Regions from separate parts of the Mus musculus genome. Here region 1 is linked to region 2. The links are chromatin contacts, called in public promoter capture Hi-C maps. All regions are on one chromosome and are shown on one strand. The core of a region is the stretch at or near the end of the contact, and the rest is flanking DNA. Distances in the headings are between cores, read along the strand shown. Region 1 holds the start of Ptpn22 (protein tyrosine phosphatase, non-receptor type 22 (lymphoid)). Region 2 holds the start of Mab21l3 (mab-21-like 3).

The links. Promoter capture Hi-C pulls out the DNA fragments that hold promoters and counts their contacts.
Region 1: a promoter capture Hi-C map of liver shows a contact between it and region 2, with 5 times the contacts expected there. The contact joins the promoter of Ptpn22 here to the promoter of Mab21l3 in region 2. A contact is called at or near these places in 2 of 39 promoter capture datasets (both in liver).

Annotation. Positions count from the first base shown.
Region 1 is chr3:103,858,502-103,864,735 of GRCm38.p6, forward strand. Ptpn22 (protein tyrosine phosphatase, non-receptor type 22 (lymphoid)) reads left to right here and starts at 1,776. Exons shown (of 21, transcript NM_008979.2): 1 at 1,776-1,989. The coding sequence starts at 1,903.
Region 2 is chr3:101,833,177-101,838,811 of GRCm38.p6, forward strand. It overlaps Mab21l3 (mab-21-like 3), which reads right to left and starts at 3,047. Exons shown (of 7, transcript NM_172295.4): 1 at 2,745-3,047; 2 at 1,818-2,088. The coding sequence starts at 2,066. Gm33381 (a long non-coding RNA gene) reads left to right here. Exons shown (of 3, transcript XR_003954538.1): 3 at 1,627-2,243.

The DNA of each region.
Region 1 (6,234 bases), core at 526-3,025, 2.0 Mb after region 2:
AAACATGTAATACTTGCCTTTCTGAGTCTGGCTTAAATTTCATATTTTCATATAATTTTATTTATAGTTAACTTAGGATTTTTAAAGTATTTAACTTTTGAGACAGTGTCTTGCTATATATAGTTCAGATAGGCCTGCACTTTGTAACCATTCTCCTATCTGAGCCTCCTCAGTGCTAGTGTTACAAGTATATTCCATTATACCCTGAAGAATGTTGTATTCTTTTTAAAAATAAAGCTTCCCCATATTTTGTATGTTTTAAAATAGTCAAATATTGCATCATTTAGAGTAGCAAGAAATTTCCTGTTGTTGCTAGACAAGGATAATCTCAGAGATTTGTTTTAGTCTCAGGAAATATTGCTGAAGAATTATGGTTCATTTTAATTTGTGTGAACTACATTTGAAATTCTTTATGTGAAATACTAACTTCAAATTGCCTGCCAAGGGTTCAATGAAGAGGGTGCAGCGTGTTTTGTGTTCAAAATCATGATTTTCTGAAGGGAGTTTGAATAGTGTAAAACCAGAAAGGGTTGCTAATATCTTAATAGAGGAAGTCCAAACTACACCTTTCCCAGTTTTTTTTTTTAACTTGAAACTAATTTTGTAACATTCTGTTTACTGAACTTCCTCATTTGCAAGGGTTTTCACACTGAATTAGATCTTGAGTGGATTTGTGCCCATCGAAGAGAGGATTTATGCAAACGGAGATGTGGAAGCATTCTCTGGAATAACCTGCCTTGTTAAGGCACTGATACCACAGATGTGGACGGCTCCCTGAAACGCGATCTTTTCTGAGATAGGCTCTGTAGGATCAAAATGTCAACATGTCTTCATGAATTCTTCAGCCTCTTTCATTCTTCCTCCCTCCCCTTCTGAGAGAGAGAGAGAGAGAGAGAGAGAGAGCGCTCACTTTGTTTCTCAGGTGTCTCAAACTCTGAGACTCAAGTGATCTTGCAGCTGGGGACAGTCCTGAGGAGCTGGGACTGCACCACCTCTCCTCAATTCTCTCCAGACAGGCTGACCTAGATAGAATCTGTATGGTTCTCAGCAAGCAATATTTTAGCTTTAGTTCCGTTTTGTCCTTTCGCTGTTTGCTAGCAGTGCGTTCTGGGGATATTGTGCTAACTGCCTCCCCGGTGCTTCCCATCCTGTGTAGAGCTGTACTCTCAGTGTTTGCAAAGCTACTGGAGGTCTGAAGAAGTACAGAGACCAACACTTCCCTTAATGAGGGCCAGTACTTCCCCAGTCACGGGTGAGATGGACCATCAGAAGCAGTGGACTTTGCTTCCTCTAAAAGAAAAACGTGAGGTTTATAATGGAAGCTTGACAAATTCTGAAACAAAATGCCCGCTTGATGAGCAGAGGTCTGCCATGATCATATCTATAGGAGACTTTGGGGATAATGGTCCGGGTCGGAGATAGGTAACTCCAGTGTTTGTCTCCTCTCCTGCAGCAGGGCATAGGTGGGCGTCACCCAGGCCTTTCTGCTCACTGGGATGTGAAAAGCTGAACTCACAGGTTAGTGCTGTACTTTCTGCCTTTCTTCTGGGAATGGAAGAACTGAGTGCTGTCTGAGACTGACAGCGTGGAACAGTCTCTGAGCTAAGCAGACCACAGTTTGTGTTCTGGTTAGCCTCTTGTTTGTTACATTTGAACAGTAGCCAAGTTTCTTTGTTGAGAAAGGAAGGCGCTAGGGCCCTGCAGGGAGATGATGGCTTTGTTGTGTGACCACAGAAGCTAGTTTTGTACTAATTTCCTCTAGGGCTTGTGATGAAGTCAGTAAACCACAGCCTCCAGCACGCTGTGCTCCTGCAGCAGCAGTGGCTTCTTGGTGCTGCCTTGGCCATGACACATATTTGACATGCCCTCCCTTAACCTACTCACAGACTCTTGCTCTGCGGCATGGACCAAAGAGAAATTCTGCAGCAACTACTGAAAGAAGCCCAGAAAAAGAAACTCAACAGTGAGGAGTTTGCCAGTGAATTTCTGGTGAGTTCTGGAATGCTCTGAAGAGTTCTTAGATAAACTGTGTAGCAGTCTGTGGTGGCCCAGTTTGCCTAGACGCAATTGCTGTAGGGATAACACGACCATGGAGTTTGGAGTGGAAGGGAGGAAGGCGACCTAAGAACATAACCTCTCTGGGCTTTGTTGTGTCTGTGCTCAGGGTTTTCTCCAGGTAGGCTGGTTTTAATGTTGGGTTTGCTTGTTCTTTTGAGCTTAATGGTCCTACAGAAGGTATAGACAGGTGTATGGATATTAATGCTTTCTGAACATCTGCAGAAAGCATTTGCATTGTGACATATGCTTCAGATTACTAATAAGAGTAGCTTTTCATGTTACGTGTTATTTTTAGCTTCCCTATAGGCTATCATTGGGATAACAGGGGTTTGAAAAACACCAAAAACTCTCATTTTGCCACTTTTTCTCCTATCCCTTTGAAAACAAGTTGATTATTAGAATAGGCATTTTCCTTTTTAACAATAGCTGGGCTTCTTTAACTTATATTGTCTGGAGAAGTGGGCTAGGGAGAGTGGGGAGTAGAGACACGTGAGAGACATGGAGAGCAAGGTAGCCTGGGAGCAGGTGGACTTGATTATCCAGAACTCAAATCCACTTAGAGGGAGCCATAGTTAACAGTGTAACAAAAGCTGGGCGGCCCATTTTCCATCCCTGTCAGGCACATCAGATAACATGGTATTTGACACACCTGTCATGCTTTTGGTTTTTGCTTAGTGTTTGTTTGTTTGTTTGTTTGTTTGTATCAGTATGTAGCTCTGTCTGGCCTAGAGCTCACTATGTAGATCAGGTTTGGCCTTGAACTTAAAAGATCCTCCTGCCTCTGCCTCACTGGGATCAAAGGCATGTACGACCACACCAACCTGCTGTGTTCTAAAAGCTTCTAATTGGTATTTCAGAACTGTAAGAATGTTAAGCCTTAGCCCTTCAGCTTTGAATTGAGAAAAATAAAGAACATCGACATGGTCATCATTCAAATTATCAAATATTTAACGTGTTCCCAAATCACCCTAACTCTTTGTTTTCTAGGTTAAAAAAATGAGGATAATAATTTATGTCCTATCTATCTCATTTTGGATTATTGTGATGATTATATCATTAATTATAATAATTAAATGAGAACAAGGTGTTTTGGAGGCACCCAGAGACCCAGTTACTTGGAAGGCTGAGGTGGGTTAAATCTTGAGTTCAAGGCTCGCCCAGGCGACTGAGAGGGACCGTGTCTCAGAAAAGGGATCATTTAGGAGCACTTACTATGTACCAACTTTGTTTCTTCACACTAAGATACAATAGTAAACAAAATGTCTTTGCCTTCCAGAACTAGCGTTCTGGCACCAGATATTAGAAGAGAAAACTATCCATGATGTTTTCACTGAACAGATATCACTATTAGATAGCACAGCAGGCTAGTATATAGTGGCCCAACTTTGAGGCTAAGATATTATGCCAGCTTATGGTGTCACTTAAATATTTTCTTTCTGCCACAAGTTCTCAGGGTAGTTTAGGCACAGGGTAGAGTTGCCTATGTGTCTACTTAGATCCAAGCATGCCTTTTGACTGTATCACTGAGACATTCTTAAGGCAATTTATTAAGATATAGAGGGGACGTGAGCTGAGAGGTAGTGACATCTTTGTCTTACTTGGGTTGTATTTTTCAAAACAGAGCAGACTATATCTCTAATATTTTAACCACTCGTAGAGGTCGTTATAGTCTCTTACCAAACTGGCTGCCACCTCCTGACTGCTTTCTCTGTTTCTAGCCTTGTCCCACCTTAATTTTCTTAGACAAGGACTCACTATGTAGCCATAGCTGGGCTGGAACTCACTGTATAGACGAGACTAGCCTTGAACTCAGAGATCCACCTTCTGTTTCCTGAGTGCTGAGATGAAAGGTGTACAATGGTGTACACCACCATGCCAGGCTCCAAAGTGCTCTTTTAATTACATAAATCTGGTCATATTTTTCTCAGCTTAAGAACTTTTTTATAGCTTGTATTTTGTTAGCTGCTTATAATTGTGAACTAAAATATATATTTAGAAAAACTACACAAAACATGTGAATATAGTTATAAAGGAACCAGTGCTAATGCGGTTACTGCACAGATCAAAAAATATAGCACTGTCTAACTTGGAGAGATTCCCTACTGTCCCTTCCACAACTGGCCTCTCCACCCACCCACCCCACCCCACCCCACCCCATTCCTCCACCCCATCCCACCCGGGTAAATCACTGTCCTGGGTTTATATTAATCATCTCCTTGCCCTTCTGGCTCCTTATACTTAAGAACCTTCTTTTGGGTGGTGATTAAGTGGAACCTCACTGTTCACTGACTCACGTCCTCCAGTGGAAAAACAAGAGTTTCACCCTCAGCCCCACCTAAAGGTTCAACTGAGACACCAGAAAAATAGCTTTGGGAGAGGAGCTGTTGGCCCAGGGAAATACTGCCATCCAACTGGAAGGTTTCCACTTGACTTCTGCCCACAGTCCACCTGAAGTTCTTGATGTTTGTGAGATTTCAGAATGAACTTTATGACGTAAAGGCACTGCTAGCAGCCTTAGTGGCTAGTATGATACAGCATTTATACTTAAATGTAGATTTTCTGTGCAACAACTCCCCCCACAAAACAAACAAACAAACAAACCAAGAAACAAAACCAAAAGGTTCCTTAACTCAGATTTCAGTCCTGACTTCTTTGTCGTTGTTAAGTTTTTATTGTTGTTTCGTTATGCAGCTCTCACTGCACTGGGATTCACTATGTAGACCAGGGTGGCCTCAGACTCTCAGAAGTCTGTCTGCCTCCTATGTAACAGAAGTAAAGGCGTGTACCATCAAGCACACCCTGCTCCTTTAAAGAAAGATTTGTATTTGGTGTGTGTATATGTGTTGTTTTGCCGGCATTTATATATTATGCATTTAGTGCCTGCCCAGTGCCTGTGGAAGCCAGAAGATGGAGTTGGATCCCTGGGAACTGGTGTTACAGGGGGTTGTGAGCCACTGGGTGGATGCTGAGAACTGACTCTGGGACCTCAGCAAACACAGCAAGTGGGACCTCAGCAAACACAGCAAGAGAGCCATCTACTGAGCCATCTTTCCAGACCCTTCCTTCTTTTTATATTTTTAAAAACGTGTATGTCAGAAAAAAACCTGAGATCCAGCTACAAGCAACAAAATTGATTAGCTTTGCAAATAAGACACAAGACACTTGACACAATTTCGTCTGCATATAGTTCAAAAAACAGATTTTAAAACTCCTGTTTAGTATAATAAATAAAGCAATGCAGAAAAAAAAAAAAACCCAAACTGTTCTGATAGTGTTGGCTTCTATCTTTTTGTAGAGGTAGGAGGTCAGGGTATTATTATTAGGAAGAACACCCAGGGGCTCTCTGTGCAGTGGGGGCGCACCTGTGCACGTGTGCGTGTGTGTGTGTGAGAGAGAGAGAGAGACAGAGAGACAGAGACAGAGAGACAGAGAGAGGCAGAGAGAGAATCCAGGCATCTCATGTACAGTGTACACCAGGCTGAGAATAAGCTTGTAGCTGGATCTCAGGTTTTTTCTAGTCGTTGTTGTGAATTCTGTCAAAGTTCCATAGATGTGATTCTTGTAGTGATCATAGAAAGAGTATTGAAAGATGTCGAGTAGTCACCGGCTGTTCTAATTAGGCTGCCCTGCCTCTATAATAAAACACTGACCAAACCAACCTGGGGAGGAAAGGGGTTACCTAGATTAAACTTCCATGTTGCAATCATCATTCAGGGAAGGCAGGTCAGGAATTCAAGGCAAGAACTGAGACAGGCCAGGGAGGACACTGCTTGCTCGCTCGCTCTTGTGGTGTGCTCAGGATCACCGGCCCAGGAGTAGCGTTGCCCATAATGCACTTGGGACCTTTTGAATCAATCATTAATCAAAAAAAAAAAAAAATGCCTTTCGGATTTGCCTACAGGCCGATCTGATGAGGTGTTTTCTCAGTTAAGATCTCCTCTTCCCAGATAACTTTACTTGTATTAAGTTGACAAAAACTAACCAACACAGCTGGCAACACCCATTTTGAATCACCACAGTGGTTTTTAGCCTTGCTGGCCTCAAAATGTAGTTTCTTTATGGCTTTTAGCCTAGCTTGCCCTCCCTCCCTTCTCCTTTCCCTTCCCTTCCCCTCTCTTCCCTTTCTTTTTTTCCTTCCTTCCTTCATAATTTCTTTTTTTTTCTTTTCTTTTTTTC
Region 2 (5,635 bases), core at 1,797-4,296:
AGGACAGAGCTCTTAGGGGGAGAAGAGGCTGACCCATCTTCAGGGACAAGAGATGAACAAGGACAGAGCTGTCAGACTGGTGGTAAGGGGCTGCAACCTGCTGAGAACTGGCTGTCACACGTGCTAACACTCAGTCCACAATTTCCAGGCCAGACACCGGGCCTGTGGTTGCCAGGTAGCGTGATTCTTTTTATCCCTACAGGGGACAGAAGCCTAGATTCTTATGTAGATATCTTGGTATTTTTGAAATGTCAATAGAGAAAACTTTAGAAAATGCTCTAGAGACCAAGCATACCATGAATCCAGGCTGGGTTCCACGTTGGGAATACCATTTACAATTTCTGCTGGTAGCAATGCCCAGGGAGAGTGGGTCAGAGGACTGGGCAGGTGAAATCACTTGAATGAATGCAATGCTAAGAAAATTGGAATGCTGCTGGTTTTCCAGAAAACATGCGACTCCAGGAAGATGCCCGTCAACACGGCCTCTGTGTAGAGGAGTGTCGGGGAAGCCACTTTGCTGGAGATTGGTTTTGGTGCAGGTCGATTTTCCTTATTTTCCCTTGATGTCTAAAAAATGCACTCATGTCTCACTGTGATAATAATCTTTGCTTTGTTTATGTATAAAGGCGTGAAAGCCAGAGACCAGTCCCCCACCTCTCAGTTTAAACCTCTTTGTTTAAACATTAACAACATGCCTTAGAAGCTTCATAGGTATGTGGAACAATGGAAGAGATTAAAGTAAATAATATTTAAGGTCCCTATAAAGTCTAACATCAAAAGAGCCTAAAACTGAAATTAGCCCTTCTCTTTCTCCATATTCCTATTTCCCCTCTTTCCCCCCTTTCCTTCCTTCCTTCCTCCCCTTCCTTCCTTCTTCCCCTTCCTTCCTTCCTTCTTTCTTTCCTTCCTTCCTTCTTTCTTTCCTTCCTTCCTTCTTTCTTTCCTTCCTTCCTTCCTTCCTGTCTGTCTTTCTCCTTTTTTCTTGAGTCAAGGTTCCACAATATAGTAGCCCAAGCTAATCAGGAATCCACTCAATAGACCAGGCTGGCCTTTGAACTAACAGAGAGTTGCCTGTCTCTGACTTCTGAGTGCTGGGACTAAAGGTAGGTTCCACCATGCCCAGCTTACAAATGAAGTAATACTTTTTGAAGATTTTGTTTTAATTTTACATGTATAAGTGTTTTGCCTACATGCATGTCTATGCACCACAAATGTGCCTGGTGCGCCTGGAGACAGAAGAGGAGATTAGATTCCCTAGAACTGGAATTACAGATGGTTGTGAGCCACCATGTAATGCTGAGAATCAAACTTGGGTCCTCTAGAAGAGCAGTTAATACTCTTAACTGCTGAGCCATCTCTCTAGCCCCCAAACAATATTTAAAAACTATCAGTTTTGTAGTTTTAAAACAAACAAACAAACATTGTCTTAAGTTCTTTTTGTTTGGTTGGTTTTGGGTTTTTTTGTAGGTTTTTGTTGTTGTTGTTGTGTTTTGGTTTTGTAGCTGTTTTTGAGGCAAGGATTCATGTAGACCAAAATACTCTCAGTTTCTGATCCCCATGTCTGTCACCGTGCCTGTGCCTGGCTACTCATATCCCAGTAATCCCACTCAGATTCTCATTTTACAGAAAGAAGTCTGAAGTCTGAGGCTCAGATAATTAACTGGCCATATGGACCTCCTCAGGGTGCTGAGGGTAGCCACCCTGAGTTCCTGAGAACGAGGCATCTATGGCCTCCAGAAGCAGGGGATTCCTTCTGATCAATGGCCATGGGATGGAGAGTTAGAGGGTGTGCCCAGGAGAGGCCAGCCCTGGCTCACCTTGCTCAGCAGGCAATGGTCTAAGTCTCCCTCTGGAAGAGACTTCATGGCTTCTTGGTCAACCCCCAGTATAGCAGCAACCTTCTGCTTTCTTTCCCGATGGAGGACAAATCTGGTGGGTAGCTTTCCCAGCAACGTTACTCTCTGGATAAAACTTCTCTGGAATTGTGAACGTGGACCAGAGACTTGACTTCTTCTTGCCTGCTCACTGCAGTTTTCCTTTCCAGCATGGAAGAATTCATCTGCCATCTTTCAGGGAACTGTAGAAAGACTAAAAAGGAGACGTGATGAAAACGAGTTGGAACTTATCCTGTTTTTTTTTTTTTTTTCTTTATCCTGTTGTCCTGGCACCAGGTGCACCTTGGTGCCCAGTACCTTACATCTCCCCGTCCTTACCTTGTTGACAGTAAATATCCCTTGGCCCTCCACTCCTGAAAATTCTGCAATTGATTTACTTCCTTACCATAAACAAATAAGAAATTGCAAACAAGCCGCCTGGTTTTTCATCATGCCCGGCACAAGGCTTGCCAATCAGATGAGGGCCAGGAGTGACATTTAGAAAAGCCTGAGCTCACAGGGACACTTGTGTATAGAGAGGCAAGCTTACATGCTCGCATAGTCACACACAGACACAGGCACACACACACACACCACATGCATTCACAGAGACACTTGTGTATATAGAGGTAAGCTCACACGCTCACACACTAATACAGACACATACATGAACTCACAGAGACACTTGTGTATACAGAGGCAAGCTTGCCCCCCCCCCTCTCTCTCTCTCTCACACACACACACACACACACACACACACACAGAGAGAGAGAGAGAGAGAGAGAGAGAGAGAGAGAGAGAGAGAGATACAAACAGGTAGATACACGCAGAGAAAAGTAGGGCAGAGAGTCCTGCCTCTCACCTGCTGACCTTAGAATGTGATTTCCCACTTGGACGTTGGCATTCAAAATATACTCAGTATAAACAGGCCCCTTAAGAGTCTAGGACACATCTAGTTTTACCAGTAAAACTCATCCTAGAAAACCGACAATAAGTTCCCAGTCTGACTGGTTGGGCCTAGTTTTACTCCAGGAGGGAAAATATCCCAGCAGCCTTATCTCCCTAAAGCTCGTGAGTATCACCGTCTTTGATCCGAAAGACTGACAGACAACAGAGCTGGCAGTCCAGTTCATGTCTGAGCAAGGCTTTCAAACAGGCAGCTCTCCAAGCCAGCCTCCTCAATGCTCAACCGCAGCCAATCCAGCCCTTCCACTCTCTCCCGCGGCCCCAAATTTGCATATCCTCCCAGACAGCTCCAAGGAGAGCCACATCAGACCCCACCCACCTCCCTCCTCCAGGCGCTGGGGCGGCCTTCTCCAGGCTTCATCTGCCAATCCCAGGTCTTATACCAGTCCTGAAAAACTGAGGATCCACAAAGGTCCCCAGAATCCCCCTCCACGCTGACTGCCTTGACTTTCCACCTGCTTTTCCGTGTCCTGGAAATCCCCTTCTCTTTACGGCACATGCTCTGAAATGGTAAGGGAATCTCTGTCCCTTGACTGCTGTTACTATAGTCATCATTCCGAATCTACCACATCAGCTTTTCACTAGTGAAACAAGAAGCTCTACCCCCTAATCTGCCTTTGGGAATTCTCTTTCCATGTTGCTTTCAACTCTGCTGAAGTCTCCCCACCCCCACACTCACTCCCTTCCCCACACACATACTTTTATTTTCACCCTAACTTCTGCTTTTGCTGGAATCACTACTGCATAGTCCCTGTCCTACGGCAGGGTCTTTCCCAATAACAATAAAGTTGCCCCGGGTTTCTGGAATTAAATGCCCACACCTTCACTATTCTTGCTCTAACACCGTCCCGTCTCAGTCACTCAGTACTACAGATTCAAGTGTTGTATCTGGAAACTTCTCTTGCTCCAAGATGGAAAGATACTTGCCAGGTATGGAGAGGGAATTCTGAATAATTGAACTATAGGAGGAACCCAGAGAAGGAAAGGCACTGTGAACTCAGGGCAGCTGCCTGTAGATGTATTCCCAGGAGAGCCACATCTGAAGATTGGTGTGTTGTGTGAACACAGCTTAGAGTAGCATGGCCTGGTTCCTAGTGCACTGGTAAGGTTCCACAGCACAGGGCTATGGCACAGATGAAGGCTCTGGCAGCTCCTATCAGACAGGCTGAGGAAAACAGGCTTTACCGGCAGACACAGATCTCTAGTTAATGGGACAACAGGTCAGCGAATGTCTGTTGGGTAAGGGTGTGCCTGAAGCACTGTGCCAGGCCACCAAGAGGGACCTAGTTAACTCAGGCTTTCCTCCGTCCTCAGGAAATAGAAATCCTCATTTTTTTTATAACATGCCAGTTTGAAAAATGGAAACCAGCTTTAGCCCAATTCAATCTGTAAGGACCAGGCAGGTGAGATGGCTCAGCAGAGATAAGCATCTGCCACCGAGCCGGAGGACCTGGGTTCGATTTCTCCCCACCTCCCAGGACCCATATGGTAGAAGGAAAGAGTGAACTGCCTCGTGTGTGCATCCACACATACATAGAAATAATAGATAGATAAATGTAATAGATTTGGAGGACCAATAACATGTTTAATGTCTGCTTTCCAAAGTATTCACAACATTTTATTTATAGTCTTGTGTGTGCACACAGAGGTCAGAGGACAAGCTTGGATGTCAGTCCTCAAGTACTTTCTTTTTTTTTTTTTTTTTTTTTTTTTAAAGATTTATTTATTTATTATATGTAAGTACACTGTAGCTGTCTTCAGATACTCCAGAAGAGGGAGTCAGATCTTGTTACGGATGGTTGTGAGCCACCATGTGGTTGCTGGGATTTGAACTCCGGACCTTCGGAAGAGCAGTCGGGTGCTCTTACCCACTGAGCCATCTCACCAGCCCCCTCAAGTACTTTCTACCTTTTCTGTGAGACAGAGTCATTCACTGTCTCAGGAACTTTGTCCCTTGCTTCCAGGCCTTCTGGGCCCTGCCTCCCATTGCTGGATCCCAGGCATTTGCCTCTGCACCCAGGTTTTCACATGGGCCCTGGGGATCTGAATTCATGCCTTCATGATTTTGAAACAAGAAGCTTATTAACTGAGCCAGTTCAAGGTTTTCAAAAACCTTAAGTCAAACCTAATATTCACTCTGAGGCATGAAGCACCCATCTTGAAAGTGATGTTTAATTGAGTGATGAGGCCAAACAGAAGAATTCAGGTAGAGGCTCAGAGAAGTCAGATTGAATCCGTCATTTTTGGAGAGGAATTTGAGCCAGAACAGCTGAGTTGAACAAGCCATCCAGACCCCAGGAAGCTTATTCAGCAGTAACTCTCAGAGGCCTAGATTAGATTGAAGAGAGGCTAGAAGCTTCCGGGACTCGGCCTAGGTTGACAGACAGAGGCAGCAAACCTCGGAGACGACAATCACATCAGGTGAATAAAGATTTCTTTTGCAACCTGCTTTATTCGCCGAAGGCAGAGGGCCTTCCTGTAATGTGTGGGGTCACTCTCCCATCTTTCTGTTGCACCGGATCACTTAATGAGTCATTTGTCACAGTTCCACCAAAAAGCTGTGTCTTTTCCTCTTGTGCTGAGGTCATTTGACATTTTGTCTGGGTTCAGAAGCAAAGGTTTCCAGACTCACACACTTGTGTGGGTGGGCAGAATCTAAAGTAAGAGTAGACCATGTGGAAAGAGAATAAGATGAGACCTAGGGATGATTTCAGGAGCATATACCCAGGACAGGAGGCATGGCTCAGTCAGTAAAGTACATGCTCAAGGATGGGGGTTTAAGTTTGAATCCCAGA